Regions from separate parts of the Gossypium arboreum genome. Here region 1 is linked to region 2. The links are chromatin contacts, called in public Hi-C maps. All regions are on one chromosome and are shown on one strand. Each heading gives the region's core, a stretch centred on a gene start, on an enhancer-like site or on the middle of the called end of the contact. The rest is flanking DNA. Distances are from core to core; before and after follow the strand shown. Region 1 holds the start of LOC108482888 (threonine--tRNA ligase, chloroplastic/mitochondrial 2). Region 2 holds the start of LOC108468478 (protein MAIN-LIKE 2).

What was found. A called contact is a pair of places that touch in the nucleus more often than the background predicts.
Region 1: a Hi-C map of leaf shows a contact between it and region 2, with 2.7 times the contacts expected there. The contact joins the promoter of LOC108482888 here to the promoter of LOC108468478 in region 2. A contact is called at or near these places in 2 of 5 Hi-C or Micro-C datasets (both in leaf).

Annotation. Positions count from the first base shown.
Region 1 is chr7:25,948,445-25,952,303 of ASM2569848v2, reverse strand. It overlaps LOC108482888 (threonine--tRNA ligase, chloroplastic/mitochondrial 2), which reads right to left and starts at 2,226. Exons shown (of 7, transcript XM_017786014.2): 1 at 1,667-2,226; 2 at 1,424-1,570; 3 at 1,152-1,299; 4 at 134-765; 5 at 1-29. The coding sequence starts at 1,978.
Region 2 is chr7:25,612,043-25,616,320 of ASM2569848v2, reverse strand. LOC108468478 (protein MAIN-LIKE 2) reads left to right here and starts at 1,861. Exons shown (of 7, transcript XM_053031094.1): 1 at 1,861-2,087; 2 at 2,631-2,747; 3 at 3,042-3,686; 4 at 3,881-4,048; 5 at 4,178-4,278. The coding sequence starts at 2,640.

The DNA.
Region 1 (3,859 bases), core at 977-3,476, 340 kb before region 2:
TCTTCCAAACAGAAAATGTGAGCATCATCCTGCAAATGAGTTGCAATTTGAGCATCAAAGCACTAACAGAAAATAAGTAAAGGTATATTTAACATGTTCATCTAAGCTGACTAAGCAAAGACATAATTATTACCTGGGTAAAACCTCTTACACGGAACAGGCCATGTAAGCTACCAGACAACTCGTATCTATAGACAGTCCCAAGCTCTGCAACTCTGATCGGAAAGTCTCGATAAGAATGAAGCTTCCTTTTGTATACTAATATGTGGTAAGGGCAATTCATTGGTCGAAGTTGATAAAGTTCATCCTCGATCTCCATCTGATCATACATACTTTCTTTATAGAAGTCTAGATGACCACTGATTTTCCAAAGATCAGCCCTTGCCACATGTGGAGTAAATAGCAAGTCGTAACCATGTTCTATGTGTGTTTTCCTCCATGAATCTTCTATAATATGCCTAACAATGGCACCCTTCGGATGCCAGAAGACTAAACCTCCCCCAGCCTCCTCCTGTATAGAAAACAAATCGAGATCTTGGCCAATACGTCTGTGATCCCGGCGTTTAGCTTCCTCTTTGAAGTGAAGGTAAGCTTTCAGTTGTTCTTCATTTTCCCATGCAGTTCCATATATCCTCTGTAGCATAGGTTTCTTTTCATCTCCTCTCCAATAAGCACCAGCAACGGACTCGAGCTGAAAAGCTTTGTTGTTTATCTTTCCCGTAGTTTCGACATGTGGCCCGGCACAAAGATCCCACCATTCATTCCCTGGAATCAGTATTAGTCAACAAAATGATATGAACACACACAGACACATGAAAGTGTTACTTATTTCATTGATAAAGATTAACCAAGTTACACCGGTTATGTTCATAAACAGTAGACATAGATGCTTAGCATATGCCAAGGCCACCAAACATGGATTAAGGCAAGTTAGGAGACAGGAATGGAAGAGAAGCCGGTATACATTTGATATCCCTAGCAGAACCAGAACCATAGAAAATACATGGGAAATCTCAGAGGACTAACCTAGAATAAATACATTACTGTTACATAGAAAGTGTTTCTCATGATAACTCAATAAAGGGTCATTTACACGAGAAACTAAAGCACCAATTCTACAGGAAACTTGGAAAAGGAAAAATGTGGCTTACCAATATGATAGATAGTGATAGGATCCTCCTTAATACTATCCAAAATCTCCATCTTGTAAGGTTCATTTACAGCCATTATCCTTTTCTGAGCTTCATCTCTTGAAACTTCTTCTCTTACAAGCGGTAAATTTCGTTTAATGATCCGATCCTACAGATTTGGAGGTAACAAATGAATTTCTCTGACCCCCTGAAAACCATAGCCCAAATGAAAACAATTTCCCCAAAGCTCTCACAAAACTTTCCCCCTTCTTTTAATCAAATAATCTACTTACCATTTCCTTTTTAATCCTCTTGAGATCATTATCAGTCAAAGGCTCCATATCAAAATCATAGTAAAACCCATTGTCTATCCAGGGTCCAATTGTCACTTTCGCGTCTGGGTATAGTTTTTGAACTGCCATTGCCATTACATGTGCACACTGAAATCCCATGCATATAATAAATTTTTTTTTAAAAAGGTCGTTATGGAATAATAAAAAAAACCCAGAAAAGGAAATTGATAACGCAATGATTACCGTGTGTCTAATTCTAAGGAGCTCATCGGATGAGTCGTTAGTTGGAAGAACAAGTTTGCCAGATTGTTCTTGCTTCTGGGTATCCTGTACGGGAACGTTTTGGAGGTCAACTGCTGGTTGAGCTGAGCCAGTGGCCACTGCTGCCTCATGTAAGCGTTTGAGTTCCGGGCGTTTGGGGAAGGAAACCAGGCGTTTAAGGGGGAAATGAAGGGAAAGGGATGGATTGGGGAGAGGGAGAGGGAGAGGGAGAGGAAGAGAAGTGCGTTTAGAAAGGAAACGAGCGGAAATTTGAAGAAAATGGAAAGTAGCCATTGTGTGAAGTGCGGACCATGAACATCAGCCCCTTGTGCTATTGGCTATGGCTATGGCTATGGCTAAAAAAATATCAACTGAATTTCAAGTTTCTGGTTCTCGTTTGTGGATGAGGTTTTTCAGCGTCTTGGTGGATAACAAATTTGCTCGTTCAATAAAATTTTGTAATTTTAAGTTTCAAATCTAGGCCTTCAACCACTGAACTTCACTACTTTGGGCTTAAATTCAGTGTTTCAACAAGTCCCCCATATCTGTTTTCACTAAAACCCAGTTTGTAAAGTAATTGTCTATTTCTATTTCAGTTAAAATATGCTCTTAGTCCCTGTATTTTTCTCATATTACAGCATTAGCCCTCTATTTTTATTTCAGGATTTTAATGTTTTATGTTCTAGTTTTTAAAATTTAAGTCTAATTTTTAATTTTTTAATTTTTTATTTTTTTATTAGTATAAAATTTTGAAATAAAAATATAGTGACTAATTTCTCTTCGTGTATTTATTATAATATATTGCATTTAAATTATTTTATATAATATAAATTTTAAATATTAATATATATTATTATTTAATTTATTAATTAAGTTGGTATCATGAATCAGTTGAACACCAATTTAATTATAAAATTACAAAAATATATTTCTAAGATTAAAATAGAATACATTATTCAAAAGTATCTTAATTTTTTATTTAAAAAATAAATAAATTACGTGTAATTGGATTTAAACTCATGCTATTGACATGGTAAAATATAACCTTTTAACACAAAACTAGAACTTTATCTTAATATGATATTTATATTTTAATTGTATTATGCAAACTATTATTTAAGTCATTGATTAAATTGGTGTCATAAGTCAACAGAGCACTAACTCGTTAGAAAAATTACCAAAATACCATTTCATATTTAAAATAAGTTATATCATTTCGAGTACTTTTATCTTTTTATTATAATAATAATAATAATAATAATAATAATAATAATATGCATATTGTGGTGTATGAACCCACACTGATTGCATTAGTAAAGCCTTAAATTTACTACTCAGCTAAGGCTTGACTTTAACTTTTTTATATATTTTAATTTTATTATGCATACTTTATTACTTTCATCAATTATATATCTATATTATTATTTAAGTCGTTGATTGAGTTGGGATTACGAGTCAACCAAGTACCAACTCGATTATGAAGATTACATATATGTCTTTTCATATTTAAAATAAGTAAATATTCTTCAATGGTACTTTAATCTTTTATTTTAAAATAATGATAATAATAATATGCGATGAAGAGATTGAACTCAGGCCAATTGCATTGATAAAACTTTAAATTTACAACTCAATTACATTGAGTTGGTGTCACAAATTAACTCGACACCAACTTAGAATTGATGTATTCATTTAGTATTCTTAGTATGATGATGTTTTATTTGTTTAAATTCTATTTTACTTAAATTTAATCTAATTTTTTATTGTATATTATTTTTAAATGCATATCTATATTATAAATATTTACACGCATGTGATAGAATTTCTAGTAAGTTTTGTTATTTGAAGGTATTTTAGTCTTTTCATTTTAATAAAATTCAATTAAAATATGAATATGATGGTATTTGAATCTATGTCAATTGAATTAGTAACAATTTAAATTACCACTTAAACTTTATTTCAATATATATTATACATTTTATTTTAATATGTACAAATTATTATCTCCATTAATCCTCGTGTTACTCGTAATTTAATTATTTTTAAATTTTAGTGATAGAATATGTATGTGTATTTTTTTTTTCGTTTTTGTCATGTAATAATATTGTGATAGACTTTGCTCTTTTGTTGTTTAGTTTTCGCGGCCCAACATGTAATCAAAGGAACCACAGCTAT
Region 2 (4,278 bases), core at 612-3,111:
AGTTGCTTTTGTAATGGTATATAATAAGGGAAATTTCAATCATGGTACTTTTGGTGGATTGATTTCATGACTAAATAATGTTGTAATTAGACGAAGAGTCAAAAATTAATTACAAATTATTTGAGCCCTAATTTACATGTCCAATCAGTCCTTCCATTAACTCAACACAATCATGTTTGAATTGCAACAATAATCGATATGTTGAATGAATGAAAACAATGAAAGGAGAAATAAACTGCATGTATTTTTATCCGCAGTAAATGCATTTTTCTTGCAAGGAACAAAAGATGACTTAGAAATCAATTTAATATCTTTGACTTATTATTTAATTGATTATAATTAAATAGTTGAGTTCAGAGTGAGAATTAAATTAAGTAGTCATTGTAGTTTTACTAAACAAGACAACTAAATTTATTTACTTAGATTCTAGTAAGGTAAATTCATTATGATTTTAACAAAATTAGAATTGGGTTAAGAAAATAATTTAATTGAAAGAATTAATTAAATTTATTTTAATTAAATAAATAATATTTTAGGAATAGAAAAATGGTTATAATAGGGAGAATTATATTGTTGGAAAAAATCTGGTTCGAAAATGGTTTTCTTGTACAACGGGAAATAAAAATTTTGAAAACTAACCCAGTTTATGATATTTATAGCAATAAACCCTAGATCGAATTCACACTTGTGTTTTCGGATAGATGGATCCTTATCGTTTCCGACTTTCAACTAAATGATCTTCTCCATTATTCTCGTTGTTTCAAGGGTTGACTCGAACGATTCGAATCAAAACACAGAACTAGAAATAATTTTCTTTTCTTTAGTGTGAAAATGAAAAATCTCTTCTCAAATAGAAACTGACAAAATTTGTTATTCTGAAAAATAGATTCAATAGTTGGAAATAAATTCTCTCTATTTTTGGGTAGAGTAACAATATTTTAAAGTTGTGTCAATAGCCCTATCGATGCCATCAATTTTGTATAGGTTGTTTGCTTTGGATATTTGAATAGGTACTTTGACATTATTGGAATTCAGTGGTCACATCGTGACAACGTACTCCCAATGTCGCAATGACAAAAAGTTCAGGGCTCACGTTGCAGTGACATAGCCTCGAGGTCATGATGAACTTAAGTCAGAGAGTCACGTCACGACGAGGAAACCTCTGAAGTCGCAACGTCAACCTGGAATTTTGTAAGCATTACAATTTAGTCCTAATTCGACCTCATGCTAGTATTAAAACTTTCGTAGGCTCGTGTAAGACCCAAATCCAATTGTATGGTTTAAACAACATCTACGGTTCAGATTCAAGCCTATCCATAAGATGAAAGTCCCTAAGGGATTAAAACACTATACAATCTTATCCCTTATGATGACAAATATTCACTAAGGTAACTCTGGTTTTACTGAGTGTTTTACTATGCTACCAATGCTTCAAGTAAATAGATTTCTCCATATGTTCCACGAATTGAGTTAAGTCAAATGAGCTCATTTAATTAATTGACCTTCACATGAAGTTTTGTGCACATGAAGTTTTGTGCACATTTGTCACGGGTTTTGATCAGCAACCCGTGACACTAATACAAGATCTCCATGATACTTTTTAACAATAAAATCTAGTATATATATTTTTGGGTGAATGTTAATCATATTTTGCGACAATAGTTAAGGTTATATTAAAAGAAGTGATAATTGAATTCAGTAAAAGTAATAAATAAAATTAAATGAAAAGGAAACAAAATATGCATGAAAAAAGCCCATTTTCTTCGAGGAGAGAAAAATTAGGCCGATGCCCAAATCATCCAAAAACATGCCACGTGTAACAACGTGAGATAGTAATTTACCCTAAGCCTATAGCCTATTGGATGGAAAATTTTGAATCCATTCATAAACGCAGCGCAGCGAAGCGAACCCACATCCCAGTTTTGGAGACTTTCACACACACGGTACAAAGAGGAGAAAACCCTGCAACGACGCGTTTTGGTTGCGGTTTTTTTTTTTCTTTTTAATTTCGCTTTGAATTCCGCTGAAAATTTTCTTCACGGTGGTGCCTGCTTTCTTTCTTTCCTGTCGTTTTGATTAAAACTCAGGTATAGTAAAATCAAATTTCTTTTTTTTTTTAAATCTAAATTTTTATTTTTTTTGCTTTCCGGCGTCGTTTCTTTCCCCCTCACCCTCACCCTCACCCTCACGCTCGCTTTCTGATTTCCAATTTCTGGATTTTCCCTTTTATTATTACAATTATAAAGAGAACGTTTATCTAAACAACCAAAATGTTCACACCCAAATATTGTTTTCTGTTTAGTTTTCCATTTTTATTTGTCCTCCGAGAGTTAAACGGAAACTAGGGTTTTAAATTGAATGGACCACCCAAATACGAGATTCTTCAAATTTTTATATTTATGTGTATATATATATCATTTGTTTGCAATTAATTCGTTAAAAAAAGTTTGAAATTGATCTTAGTTATCTGTGCTTTGTTTCAAGGGCTTGATAAGAATTGGCTCCAAAATGTAAAATTTAAGTATATATTAACAGTGATGGAGGCTATCCTGCTAATTTACGGGACTAAACTATCTATTTTGGCCTGCATTTCAGGCCACTTTGATTTATTTTGGTTTAAATTTTAGAAGATAAAATCAATGGAAGAGATTGGAATGGACCCATCTGCAGCCAATCCTGGACCCATCGATCGTTCAGTACTGTATGATCAAGACAAGCATGTATCTTCAGCTGTTTGGGATGGCCAGGTCTGTTTCTCATTCCCACCAATCTCATTCTCCGCCCCCCCCCCCCCTTTATTTGCAGATATGTAATTTGTGTTTCTTTGATAAGTGAAAATTTGTAGAATTCGTTTATGCACTGGTTCATTTGTTAGTTTGTTTGATTGGTTGTTTATCAGTTTCATCGCCTTGATGCACTAGACTAGTTTTGTCCTTATATATGTGAAGGGTTTCTTTGATTGTGATTGTAAATTTGACTTGTGCATGCGTTTTTATTTAAAACACACTAGCATTATTACATAATATATACATGCATTACAGGAGCGTGGTGCACTTAGATGTCATGAGCATACATCAAAGTTGGGAGAATGGAGACTCACCCCAAAACAGATTGAATTGGTGGAAAAAGCAGGATTTGGGTACTTGAGGAAGATACCTGCCATTAGTTTAGATAATCCGCTCATTTCAGCTTTAGTTGAGAGGTGGAGAAGAGAGACTAATACATTTCACTTCACTGTTGGAGAAATGACTGTGACTCTTCAAGATGTTGCCTTCTTGCTGGGATTGGCAATTGACGGGATGCCCGTGATTGGAATAACGTATACCACTTGTGGAACGGTGTGTGAAAAGTATCTTGGGAAAGCACCAGATTCTACTTATGCAAGTGGTGGGATGGTGAAGCTAAGTTGGTTGAAAGAGTTCTTTTCTCAGTGTCCTGAAAATGCAACGATCGAAGAGATTGAGCACCACACACGTGCTTACCTTTTGTATCTTGTGGGAAGCACTATTTTTTCAACCACCACAGGGAATAAGGTCCCTGTCATGTACCTTCCATTGTTTGAAAATTTTGAGAATGCTGGGAGGTATGCATGGGGTGCAGCTGCATTAGCATTCTTGTATAGGGCACTTGGGAATGCCTCTGTTAGATCCCAAAGCACTATTTGTGGATGTTTGACATTACTTCAGGTTATTCACTTTTCTGATGTCCCATTTTCCTACCCTTTTCTTTTCCTTCTATAAGTGCTTTTGAAGGGCCTGCTGTCTTTCAACTTCTTTTGACAAAAGGAAGCAGTTAGGAGGATTTCTAGCTGAAGTTTTTCTAATGTTATTGACAACATTTAGATAAAATTCTGCTACTTATAATCATTCTTCTTTTTTAGTGTTGGAGTTACTATCATCTAAATATTGGTCGACCAAAGCTCAACAGGGACCCTATCCACGATCATTTCCCTTTTGTACTGAGGTGGAAGGGAAAGCAGAGTGGTCCAACGACAAACCGTGATGTAGTTTTCTACCGTAAGGCACTTGACTCCCTGGAACCATGTGATGTAAGTTATTGGTATTTCCTTTTGTTCTTTAAAATAAAAATTATGTTTCTAGTTGCCATATGTGTAAGAGTCAGCTTCTGATGAAAAGTTAAAGGAAGAGTAATATGGCTGTTTGTTGTTAAAAAATAGGTAGAGTGGCTTCCCTACAAGTACATGGATAGTACTGTAATCCCAGAGGAAATTAGAAACAGTTTGGTTTTGGGGAGGTCTAAAACGATGTTGATATGCTT